3 separate regions of the Sus scrofa genome follow, and regions 2 and 3 are each linked to region 1. Evidence: chromatin contacts called from public Hi-C and HiChIP or PLAC-seq data. All regions are on one chromosome and are shown on one strand. The core of a region is the stretch at or near the end of the contact, and the rest is flanking DNA. Distances in the headings are between cores, read along the strand shown. Region 1 holds the start of LOC100525876 (ATPase family AAA domain-containing protein 3). Region 2 holds the start of LOC110261347. Region 3 holds the start of SLC35E2B (solute carrier family 35 member E2B).

Region 1 (3,717 bases), core at 823-3,322:
GAAGCCGATGGTTCTTCACCGGTGTGAGTTACAAACGTGCATGTCATTAACGTCTCATAGGCATGCTTTCCTCATCGGGGGGAACTCGTGTGTGTCGACACGTGGCAACACACGGGTGTCCTGGAAAGAATCTGAGCCCCGTCCTCTCCCTGCTGGGAAAGCCGAACGTCAGGACGGACCTGCGTGCGGTGCTTCACTGTGGACAGGGTCGAGGCCCCACCAGTGCACTGCCCCGAGGCCACACATTTCCAGGCTGCTTCCCAGAGACCTGGGGAACCAGAGAGCATCCGGCTGGGCCGCAAGGGACAGAGACAGCAGTCAGGCTGTGAGGAGCAGCAAGGACATGTCTGGTTTGCGTGCAGACAGCCACGTGGAGAACAAGAGTGGGCTGGGGCCAACCAGGGGGGGCACTGCTGGTGGTGAGCAGCCCAGAAGACAGGCCTGCTAAGGGGCCAGAGGCACGCTGGGAAGGAGGGCTTGGGGACAGGAAGAGGCAGCTGACCGAGGCGAAACCTCTCCCCCCCGGGCCAGCAGAGAAGCCAGGGGGATGGCAAGAAAAAAAGTGAAGCAGAAGAGTTCCCGCCGTGGGTTAAGAATCTAACTGCGGACCAAGAGTCAGGATTTACCTTCCAAAAGGAGAAACACTTTGAAATTCTGGGCAGGGTGAATGGGCGAAGCTCCCACAGAAACCTAAGAAATTACATCCCGTAACAAAAGTGTCATCATCTGAGGTGTCCTGAAGCCCAGCCACTATCTCTCAATCCAACCTGACTGTTGAAATGACCTTGCAAACTTAACACACGTAGTCTGGGATGGGGCGTTTCCCAGTCAGGCCTAAGGAAATAGGCAGCCCTGGGCCCCAGGCCCGAATATCCAAATGCTCTGAATGTCCCTTCCAGGATCTGAGAGCCAGGCAGGCTGGAGACCTTTGCCCAGGAAATTCTGTGACCCCTGCAGAAGGGCGGGGACTGAGCCACAGAGTGCCAGGCCACATCCTCCTTCGACAGGAAGACTCCGCTTATACCTGCTTGCCACAAACTACTCTCTAAGATCTCCTTTGAGAAAAAGGCACCTCTATTTAAAGGTTTGAGAGCGAAGTATTTACTTGGCGCGTGCTGAGCATGTGTTCCAGACTCTCAAACGCACACGCTGCAATCTGGACACAAGTGGTTTAAAGCCACAGAGGAAGGAAGCTGGGAGGAAAGCACGTGGGCTTAGTGAAGGTGCCATCACCACTGATGCCTCAGGGCCCGGGTTAGGAAGGTCAGTCATCAGCTGGGCCAGGGCTGATCGGTGATCTGCTGCTTTGCAGACCTCACTTGAAAGCTAACGTTTCTCAACAGTAAGTGCAGATCTACTTTATTTTCCTTAAAACCAATTACCCTCAAACGCGCTCCCCTCTTCAGCAAAAAATTGCTAGCATCCACCACAAGAAAATCCCCAACCCAGCCAGCTCTGGCCATTCCACGTGGAGGGAGCAATAGGTGGTACCTAAAAACGAAGGTGCAGCCCCGCCAGCTGCTACCTGTACCCTTAGTCCCCTCGCCACCGGTTTCCCCCCTGAAAGACGTGTGGCAGCTGGGAAGGTGCCAAAGGGTCAGGGGATCCCGAACCTCCCTGCACGCAGAGTGGCTCCATTGGGTTTACCGCTGGAAGCCGATTTCCTCTCCCGACAAGAGCTCCATGGCTCAGACCACCGAGGGCCAGATGCCCCCGAACCCCCCAGGGGCCGCCCTGACCGAGCCCCCCAGCGGCACTCACGCGAGTGCTCCAGCTCGCGCGCCGCTTTGGCCGCGCGCTCCAGGCCCGTGGGGTCGAAGTTGCTCCATTTGTCCTTGGGCGCCGGCCGGTCCCCTGCGCCGCGGTCCCCCCGCCCTCCGCCCCGGGCTGCGCAGGCGGCAGCGGCAGCGGCGGCCCAGCGCCTTCGCCCTTGGGGCCCTTGATGCCGAAGAGCCACGACATGGCCAGTGAGCACCGGGCGCCGCAGGCTCAAGGATCCGAAGCCGAGTAGACACGAGTAGCGAAGTGCAGCCCCCACGCGCCGGGAGCCGGCGGCACTGACTCTGCGCAGGCGCGACAGCGGCCCCGCCTCCCGGGCGACGGGTGCGCGTGAGGGCCACGTCCCGAGCGCGGCACTTGGATTGGTCGCAGGCGAGTGACGTCACGGCGTCGCGGCCGCGATTGCAAGAGCTGGCTTAGGGGGCAGGTCCCCAGAGGGGCGGGGCGAGGTGACAGCGGCCGGTCAGGGACAAAATTGAAGGGCTGGGCGCGTGCGTGCCCTTGGATACGTCAGTTCCTCGTAGCCGTGACACTGATCCCGTTGCCATGGGCACCCATGGAGTTCCAGCCCCGGGTGAAACCGAGAGGCAGGTCTGGGAGCCGGGCGCTCTTGATGCGCGGGGTCCCGACCGAGGAAGCGGCCGCGGGAGGAAGAGCCTGAGGGATCGGTTGGAAAGGTCCCTGCCCGGGGAAGGAAGGCCGGGGGAGCGGGAGGCCAAGAGACCCTGCGGACGGCGGAGCGCGGGCTGGGCGTGTCCCGCGCAGGGCGGGCTGCCCCACAGGCCGGGCGGCGCGGGACAAGTGGAGCCTGGCGCGGTGCGGTGCCAACGCATCCATTCGGCTCTCACTGAGATGATACAAGGGCAGAAGCGCGGCCCTGGCCAGTCTCCTGCTAGGAGGATGAAGGGCCCTCCCAAGCCGCCAGCGTCTCAGCAAAACAGCGGTCCGCTGTTGTATGATCCTTTCTTTACTTAAAGTGGCTCACAAGGGAGCGGACAGGGATCTCCACCCAAAGTATGCGAAGGCAGAGCCCCCAAGGCCCCACAGAGGGCGCCCTCGCCAGAAGAGCGCTCCTCTGGGCGGAGGGGTCTTGGGTCTGGTCACTGATCCCTGAGCGTTTTCCTTGGGAACCTCTGAAGGCCACATGACAGCTTCTGGGACCAAGGTCCAGGCCAGACCGCTGGGGGAGAAGGAACAAGGATGGACAAGGCCAGGGCTGCTCCGGAACCCAGTGTCCAAAGTTAGCAGAATTCACTTCTTGGACCAAAATCCAAATTGCTCCTGAATTCTTTCCCTGATGGAATTTGTTGCGTTCCCAAAATTATACACAGTGAGTTTCTCCACTAGATTTAAATAACAAACAATTTTAAGCCTGAATAAAAAATGGGGGGGGGAGAGTTCCAGCTGTGTTGCAGTGGTCAAGGATTAAACTGCAACGGCTGGGATCATGGATTCTATCCCATGGCCAGTCCCATGGGTTAAAGTATCCGGCGTTGTAGGTCACAGCTGTGACTCAGATTCAATCCCTGGCCCAGGATCTTCCAAATGCTTTGGGTGTGGCCATTAAAAAAAAAAAAAAAAAAAGGAGTTCCCGTCATGGCTCAGGGGTTAACAAATCCGTTTAAGAGCCATGAGGTTTGGGGTTTGATCCCTGGCCTTGCTCAGTGGGTTAGGGATCTGGTGTTGCCGTGACCTGTGGTGTAGGTGGCACACACAACTTGGATCCCACATTGCTGTGGCTCTGGCAGGTGGCTACAGCTCCAATTTGATCCCTAGCCTGGGAACCTCCATATGCCACGGGAGAGGCCGAAGAAATGGCAAAAAGACAAAAAAAAAAAAAAAAAAAAAAAAAAAGGAAAACATGTAAGATAATCCTGTCTGCAGTATGTTGTTTGTTTTGTTTTCCCAAATGAAGAGAAAACCCAAAGGGCTTTTCCA
Region 2 (3,717 bases), core at 471-2,970, 160 kb before region 1:
ACACCAACTTAAGAGCGTCTACAGCTCTGGCACTGGGAGAGGTGGCACCCATGGCCTTTCCCAAACCCCGAGTCCCTCTGTGGCAGATCCCCTATCCTCTGCCCCGCCTGCACTGGCCTAACCACATGCAGCCCTACCCTCAAGCCGGCCGCTGGCCCCGCTGCTGGCCTTTCCCTCTCCCCACTCAGCCCGGCTCTTTCCAGCCCTGCCCTGGCGTCACCCCAAGCAAAACCTACTCTAGGAAGCTTCTGGAGGCCCTAAAGCGCCCCTCCCAGCACTGGCCTTCCTGATTGCAGGGTGTGAGCTGGCAGCTTGGAATCCCTGGGTGGGACCCAGGGCCTGCTGGGAGAAATTGCACAATTACACTCAGCTGAAGGAAGCCCGCACGCAGCCCCTGTTTTCTTACTTCTGAAATGGGGAAGCACTGTGGCCTGAAGCCTATGGCCAAGGCCCAGGCGGCACATTTCCGTGAGTAAGACGAGTAAGACGCACCTGTACAAGCTCCCTTTAGGGAGGGGTACACAGGATGCATGCCTGCTGTGTGCCGTGGCTGGCGACAAGGCTGGAACTCCTGCCTTGCAGCCTTCTGTGCAAAGTGCCCCCCCTGCTCTAGAAGGTTCCCAGGAGGCCTAGCCTAGCATTAGTATTGTTGACAATCATACTCCAACCCACAGCTCAAAAGGCTTTGCTTTTCTCAGGGTGTGGCTAATGGTCACTTTGGGGAAGTGGTTGAGTTTACAAAAGAGCCCGATGGGGAAGTTACAGAACTTGAGAAACCCCCTCCAGTTCCCGCCATCTGCCTCCCTCTCCACTCACCCTCGGTGACCCCACTGACCAGGGGTCCTAGGACAGCAGTGAGAGGTGTGTTCCAGGTCTCCAGACACAGGCCCAGGAGTCCTGGCTAGAGAAGACTCGCCCTCAGGTATGGGGGCGGGAAGGTAGAAGCCAGGCTGCTCAGAGGACTCTAGTCCACACATGGCCTCGGTCAGGTGCTTCTTGTCCCGGGAGCAGGGCTCTAGGAAGGAATAACGGCAGGCCCTGAGAGCCAGGCGATTACAAAGCCTGGTGCCTGGCCAGCCTCATCTACAGTGACCCTGCATCTGCTTGTTCCCAGACACGTCCCCGGAGAGAGGCACACAGCTGGGATCCCTGACGTCCGGCACCCAGGTGGTGGGTAACCAGTCAGTTTGGCGAGCCTTGGGGGAAAGGGCTTGGGGGCGAGGGGTGTGCAACGTCACCTTGGTCCCCCTCCTCTCTAGGTCCTCCAGTACGGGGCTCGCGGGTTAGGGAGAACAGTGTCAGCAGGTCCCTTGAGACCCCAGGCCCAGGTCTAGGTGTGCAGGGACCCGCCAAGCCGCTCAGGGTGGGCAAGCGCGGGCGGCCCAGGGGCACAGCTCTGTTGCTGCTGCGCATACCGACTTCTGCTTCCCAAAACACACTCCTGTTAAGCAGAGCCACGCCCTGGCAGTTACAGGGTCTGTGGCGGGTGGTGTCGCCACTCGCGGGGCCTGCAGTCAGCTCACCAGGCCCGCGGGGCAGAGAAGCGGGGGGCCGAATGGGGGGCGGGGCATGAGGCCCGAGAACGCGCTTCCGACGCGGCGCGGGGAGTGGGCACCAGGGTCCTCCCGGGGCTGCTGCGGAGGTGTTGGCAGCCGGGGTCCCGCCCCCAGGCCCGGGCGGACGCCCGTGCGGGCGGCCGCGGCGCGCGCGGGGCGGGGCGGGGCGCGTGCGTAGACGCGGGGGGCGGGGCGGTCTCCTACGCAGGCGCGCGGGTCCGCGCGGGGGTCAGCCGGGGCGCGCGTGCGCACTGGCGGCGCGGCGGCATCGCTACTCCGCGGGCCGGCGCCGCGGGCCGGGCGGCCGTGGGGCGGGGGGCGGCCATGGGGCGGGAGTCGGCCGCGGCGCCGGGAGCCGGCTAGCGACGGCGAGCGGCGGCGGGGCTGCGGAACCCGCGGGCGCGTCCCAGCGAGACGACGGCCCCGCAGGCGCCCGGGGAAGCGAACGGTGAGCGCGCGTCCCCTCGGCCCAGCCCGCCGCCCAGGGTCATGGGAGCGGGTGCTGGGGTCGCAGGGCCAAGGCGTCCCTGCCCACCGCACGGGTGTGGAGCTGGGAGGCGCTGGCCGGCCGCCCCTGCCTCAGGCTCGGCGCAGGTGTCGGGGCGGCCGGACGGAGTCCGCGCTGTGGGGACAGCTTGGAGGGTCCGGTCCTCAGGCGAGGCGGTCACTTAGGGGGTCACGTCGCGGTATGACTCCTGGGAAGGCGCGTCTGAGCTCGCTGCCCAGCGCCTCCCCGACGACCCGGCGGCTGGCCCGCTGGGTCCTGGCTGAGACCCTGTTCCCTTTGCCTTCCTGTCCGGCGCGCCGCGGTCCACGTGCGGGAGCGCCTCGCCCTGCTGGGTGCGCCCCACTCCGGCCTCCCCCCCCGAGCCTCCCGGCCGTGACCTCTGCTCTTGCCGCAGGGACTTGAGGGCAGGGACATGGGGGCGGGCAGCTCCGGGCGGCACGGACACGAGCTCCCCAGAAGAGGCCCCGGTGCTCTGGTCTCCGCTGAACTTGTGAGTGGGCTTGGTCCCGGTGCTTAACTCGCTCACCGCCTCGAGGGTTTTCGGGGAGGTGCCAGGAGCAAGCGGTGCCCCAGTAAGAAAGACGGGAACCCCGCGAAGGTCTGTTTAAGCTGCAGAATCAAGAGGCAGGTGGTTCTTCCCGCGGGTTGGTGCCCTCGCACCTTCTTGGCCTCAAGTCGGGGCTTCTCTCTGGACGCGGATGTTCCAGCGTCGGAGGGGGCATTGGCGGGGTTGGGGGGCGCTCTTCTGCCTGCAGGGTCTCCCTGAAGGCTTGCCCTCCCCTGCTGACCGGCACTGGCCCTCAAGGGGGTCGGGGGTGACTCCGGGATTCCTTTCTCTGGCTCACGCTCTGCTGTGTCTCCCAGACCCGCAGTTTCCCGGCCCGGGTACAGGCAGATAGGTGTTCAGACAGTTGGAGAGAAGCTGGGTGAGGGCGGCCTGGAGGGATGCGAAGCTCTGCCGCAGGTGGCATGGTACCCGCTTCCTTCCGAGCTAAGCAGCCACCCCTGTCCACCCGCCCCAGGTCTCTTATTTTGCTCCTTTGTGTGGCCCCCGTAGGCTGGCTCTTCGGTCACCTTTTGTGCCGAGCTTTCCAAAAGGCCTTTCTGGGTTCAGACCCCCTGGGTGACTGCCCAGTTTGATCAAGTCCTTGCCAGCACTTTGCTTTTTAGGGCTGCACCCACAGCATATGGAGGTTCCCAGGCGAGGGGCCCAATCCGAGCTGCAGCTGCTGGCCTTCACCACAGCCACAGCAATGCCAGAGCCGAGCCATGTCTTCGACCTATGGTAACACCGAATCCTTAACCCACTGAGTGAGGCCAGGGATCAAATCCACAACCTCATGTTTCCTCGTCGGATTCCTTTCCACTGCGCCACGATGGGAACTCCTCTGATGGAGAAGTTTTTAAATACTAGATTTGTGCTGTTAGGAACTTAATGAAACTTGGATGGAGTTAAAATTTCATCCTTTTAAAATAGTTAAGGCGTTCCCGTCATAGCTCAGTGGTTAACGAATCCAACCAGGAACCATGAGGTTTCGGGTTCTATCCCTAGCCTTGCTCAGTGGGTTAAGGATCCGGCGTTGCCGTGAGCTGTGGTGTGGGTCGCAGATGTGCCTCGGATCCCAAGTTGCTGTGGCTGTGGTGTAGGCCAGT
Region 3 (3,717 bases), core at 322-2,821, 140 kb before region 1:
TCTCCTCTTTATAAGTTTCCTCTCCTCTGTTTTACCAGACTTGTGAGAGGGTCACCACAGTTGGGTGTCCAAAGTCACAACGCATTGCTGCTGCCAAACTCATTTCACAGTAAAATAACTGGCTGTTTTGTTGTTTTAGGTGACCAGCCATTAGCGGGACAAAGAGAAAGGGGCAGGACCCAAACTCTGGAAATGTGACCACAGAGCAGGGGCTTCCTTGGCAGTGGCTGGAGGCCTGGGCAGCGCTGCCCAAGGGCTAGCTGGAAGCCCAGGAGGCAGGGAGCACTGTCCTGTGTGCCGGGAGCCCAGCCCAGGACAGGAGGGGCCCAGGCTCCTCTGACATCATTTCAAAATTATTAAATGGCACTGTCCCAGATAAAATGTAAGAAAGATCTCAAAACAAATTTTTTTTTTGTCTTTTTGTCTTTTTCCAGGGCCACACCCACAGCATATGGAGCTTCCCAGGCTAGGGGTTGAGTCGGAGCTGTAGCCGACAGCCTACGCCAGAGCCACAGCAACGCAGGATCCAAGCTGTGTCTGCGATCTACAGCACAGCTCACAGCGACACTGGATCCTTAGCTCTTTAACCCACTGAGCAAGGCCAGGGATCCAACCTGCAACCTCATGGTTCCTAGTCAGAGTCGTTAACCACTGAGTCATGACGGGAACTCTGCAAAAAATTTTTGATACTTTCTGTAAGTTTGCTTTTGAAACTATTTGTTTCCAAGTAACTCACTGACCATCAACAATCCAGCACAGCTGGGCAGTCATCAAGCATCTCAGTTGGAGTTCCCTGGCACTGTCACCGCTGTGGTGCTGGTCACCATTGTGGTGTGGGGTTGGCCTGGGAACTTCGGAATGTCACAGGTGTGGCCCCTCAGAAAATCCCGTCATCTCAGGGTTTTGTGCAAAGTAGGAAAAGCCACCCCATAAACTTGTTGAGGGTCCTGCACACTCAATTTAGAGATGATGAAAATGGCACCATATAATGTTCAGAGGTAAGTACACATGAATTTCATTTTTTTGCTGTTTTTGTTTTTGTTTTGTCTTTTTCTAGGGCTGCATCCGTGGCATATGGAGGTTCCCAGGTTCACAGAAATGCCAGATCTGAGGCGCATCTGCAACCTACACCAGGGCTCATGGCAATGCCAGATCCTTAACCCACTGAGCGGGGCCAGGGATCGAACCCCCAACCTCATGGTTCCTAGTCAGATTCGTTGACCATTGAGCCACGACGGGAACTCCGATGCTTTCTTTTATTTTGCATTTTCAGGGCCAGGCCCTTGACCAGCCCCTGGGGCTCCCCTGATGCTCCTCCAGTTACAGTCTCTAAAGAATCTCACGGAAAGCCCTGCCTGTGGGTGCCTAGGGATGGGCAGATACCACCCTCCATTAACTGACCCTCTGGCCAGGACCTAAAGGAGAAATTTTATTCATTTGTTTTTGTGCGTGCCCACAGCATTTGGAAGTTCCCAGGCTAGGGATCGAAACCGCTCCAAAGCAGTGACCAGAGCCACTGCAGTGACAACCACAGGATCCTTAACCCGCTGTGCCACAGGGAATTCTGAAACTTTATTAATTTTAAAACAATATGGAAAAAATGCAAAAGTTTGGCCAAAAAGCAGTCGTTAAGAAGAGCCCATTAGCTGTACCCTTGCTCCTAAAACTTAAGTTAAAAAGTAAGCAGGGGAGGAAAACCGGACAAGAGAGACTAGGCCAGCAGCAGGAGCAACCGGCCAGGCGGAGCCTGGCACCCAAGCGGGCCTAGGCCACGCCCCTGGGCGGGGCTACCCACCGCTCCTCCAATCACCGCAGCGCCAGGGGGCGTGGCCTCGGGATCCAGCAGCTCCCAGAGCTCCTGCGCTGGTCGCCTCAGCCCATCTCTCCTTCCCTAAAGTAGGTGTGTTGCGGCTGGAGTTTCGTCCCTTGAAACCCAAACCCGGAGAGCGGCCCCTAGGGGCTTGTAGGTCTTCGCCTCCACGGACTGGCCGCCTCTCCAGGGCCGCGGTGGTCCGGCCCCGAGGGGGCCAAGGGGGCAAATGCCGAGCGCGCTGTTGCCCAGCAGCACCTTCCCCTCCTGAGCCCCGGTCGTACAGCCTGGAGGGTGACAAGGGAAGTACAGAGCGGGGAACTGCCCAGCAGCGCGTCTCCGGCCCCGGCTACACAGCAGCGGCGACGAAGGCGGGACACTCGCAGCGAGCGGCAGCGAGTCCCTCCGGACTGCGAGGAGCGGCCGCGGGCTTCCGATACGTCACTTCCGGATCCCGGCTTCCGTGTCGACAGCCTCACTTCCGTTCCGGCTCGCCCCGCCCCCGGCCCCGCCCCGCCGCCCGGAGGGACCCGCGGGTCCGCTCGGGGCCCGCCCACCTCACCTGGGCCGGGTCTGCTGCCGTTCGCTCCCGGAGCCACCGTCGCCGGGAGGTGGGCGGGGCCCTGTGTGTGGGCGGGGCGGCGGGGCGGCGGGGCGGCGGGGCGGCGGGGCGGCGGGGCGGCGGGGCGGCGGGGCGGCGGGGCGGCGGGGCGGCGGGGCGGCGGGGCGGCGGGGCGGCGGGGCGGCGGGGCGGCGGGGCGGCGGGGCGGCGGGGCGGCGTCCCGAGGCTACGTGGTCCGCGCGCCGTCTGGCCGCGGGCTTCCTTGGTGGGTGACGTCCTGAATAAAGCTGGCCGGGCGGGTTGCCTCCGGGGGTCGCCCCTCTCTCCGGCCTCCTCCCTCCCCCGGCCTGCGGACCCCCTTGCGGGCGCGGCCATTGGGCACCCCAGAGCCTCGGCCCGCGCGTGGCCCAGTCGTCCGGGGCCGTCCATCCTCCCGAGGCCCGGCAACCGCAGGGTGACTGTCCCTCGCGTCCACCACGTGAAGCCCCCAGGCCGCCTCTCAGGGTGGATGGCGCGGCCGCGGGGCGCTGTCTCGCTCGACACAAGGCCCCCGGGGCGGGCCCCGCGTTCCTGCCCCGCGTCCGCTCAGCTCCTGAAGCGGAGCTGGGGCTGGGGGTCTCCGGGTCCGGTGGAGGCCCAGGAGGGGCGGGGGCTGGGCGTCCTCGGGCAGGGCTGGGGGCTCGGCGCCCTGCACGCTGGGAGGGATCAGAGGCCGGGCAGGGACACTGCGTCCGGGGTCTTTGCGTTTTCTACCGTCGACCGTGGCGCCCCCCGAGGTGGGATAAACCGTCCCCTCCAGAGCTAAAGGGGGCGATCGCCTTCCAATTCGTTGCAGTTGGTATTTTTCTGCCCCAAATCATAGAAGATTGGAAATTATATGTATAATGGCAGACTCCTGCAGGGCGCTGATTCTAGCTAGCTGTCATTTGCAAATTGGCTTGGGAAACCAGAGCTATGCCTTCATTCTAGTCCTCAGGTGATTTTTCTGTACCCGGTTTTGGAGGCCTGTGGAGGTCCAGGCAGTTCCCCCTGTGTTCATGTTCCGAAGCCTTGCTTACCCACCACTGCTGTAAAAGAAAGAAAACAACTCTCTTTAGAGGCAGATTTTGTGTTCAGTGGCTTAAAGTTTTTTTTGTGTTTTAATATGTCCTTTAACAAAAACCTTTCAACTTGCAAGTAGCGTTTTAAAGTAGAATGAAACTGTATTAATCAGCATGAAAAGGAGCATTAAGAAAGGGAATTGGAAAGTTTTTACATCAAAGAAATCTGTTTTTTTTGAAAAAATTTTTCTTCATTGAAGTATAGTGATTTACAGGTCGTGTTAGTTTCAGGTGGACAGCAAAGT

The links. Hi-C and Micro-C count contacts between places; a contact is called where the count stands out from the background. HiChIP or PLAC-seq counts read pairs in DNA pulled down with a chosen protein or histone mark.
Region 2: a contact with region 1 is called in an H3K27ac HiChIP or PLAC-seq map of alveolar macrophages. The contact joins the promoter of LOC110261347 here to the promoter of LOC100525876 in region 1. A contact is called at or near these places in 1 of 5 promoter capture datasets (liver) and 1 of 2 datasets of contacts at active chromatin or transcription factors (alveolar macrophages).
Region 3: a Hi-C map of liver shows a contact between it and region 1, with 2.5 times the contacts expected there. The contact joins the promoter of SLC35E2B here to the promoter of LOC100525876 in region 1. A contact is called at or near these places in 1 of 5 promoter capture datasets (fetal liver), 5 of 47 Hi-C or Micro-C datasets (heart right ventricle, liver, mesenteric adipose tissue and 2 more) and 1 of 2 datasets of contacts at active chromatin or transcription factors (alveolar macrophages).

What each region holds. Positions count from the first base shown.
Region 1 is chr6:63,704,510-63,708,226 of Sscrofa11.1, reverse strand. It overlaps LOC100525876 (ATPase family AAA domain-containing protein 3), which reads right to left and starts at 2,072. Exons shown (of 17, transcript XM_003127504.5): 1 at 1,875-2,072; 2 at 1,762-1,872. The coding sequence starts at 1,962.
Region 2 is chr6:63,861,201-63,864,917 of Sscrofa11.1, reverse strand. LOC110261347 reads right to left here and starts at 1,720. Exons shown (of 3, transcript XR_002345412.1): 1 at 1,524-1,720; 2 at 817-1,015. It overlaps NADK (NAD kinase), which reads left to right and starts at 781. Exons shown (of 12, transcript XM_021097484.1): 1 at 781-922; 2 at 1,115-1,170.
Region 3 is chr6:63,840,254-63,843,970 of Sscrofa11.1, reverse strand. It overlaps SLC35E2B (solute carrier family 35 member E2B), which reads left to right and starts at 1,571. Exons shown (of 10, transcript XM_021097474.1): 1 at 1,571-2,421.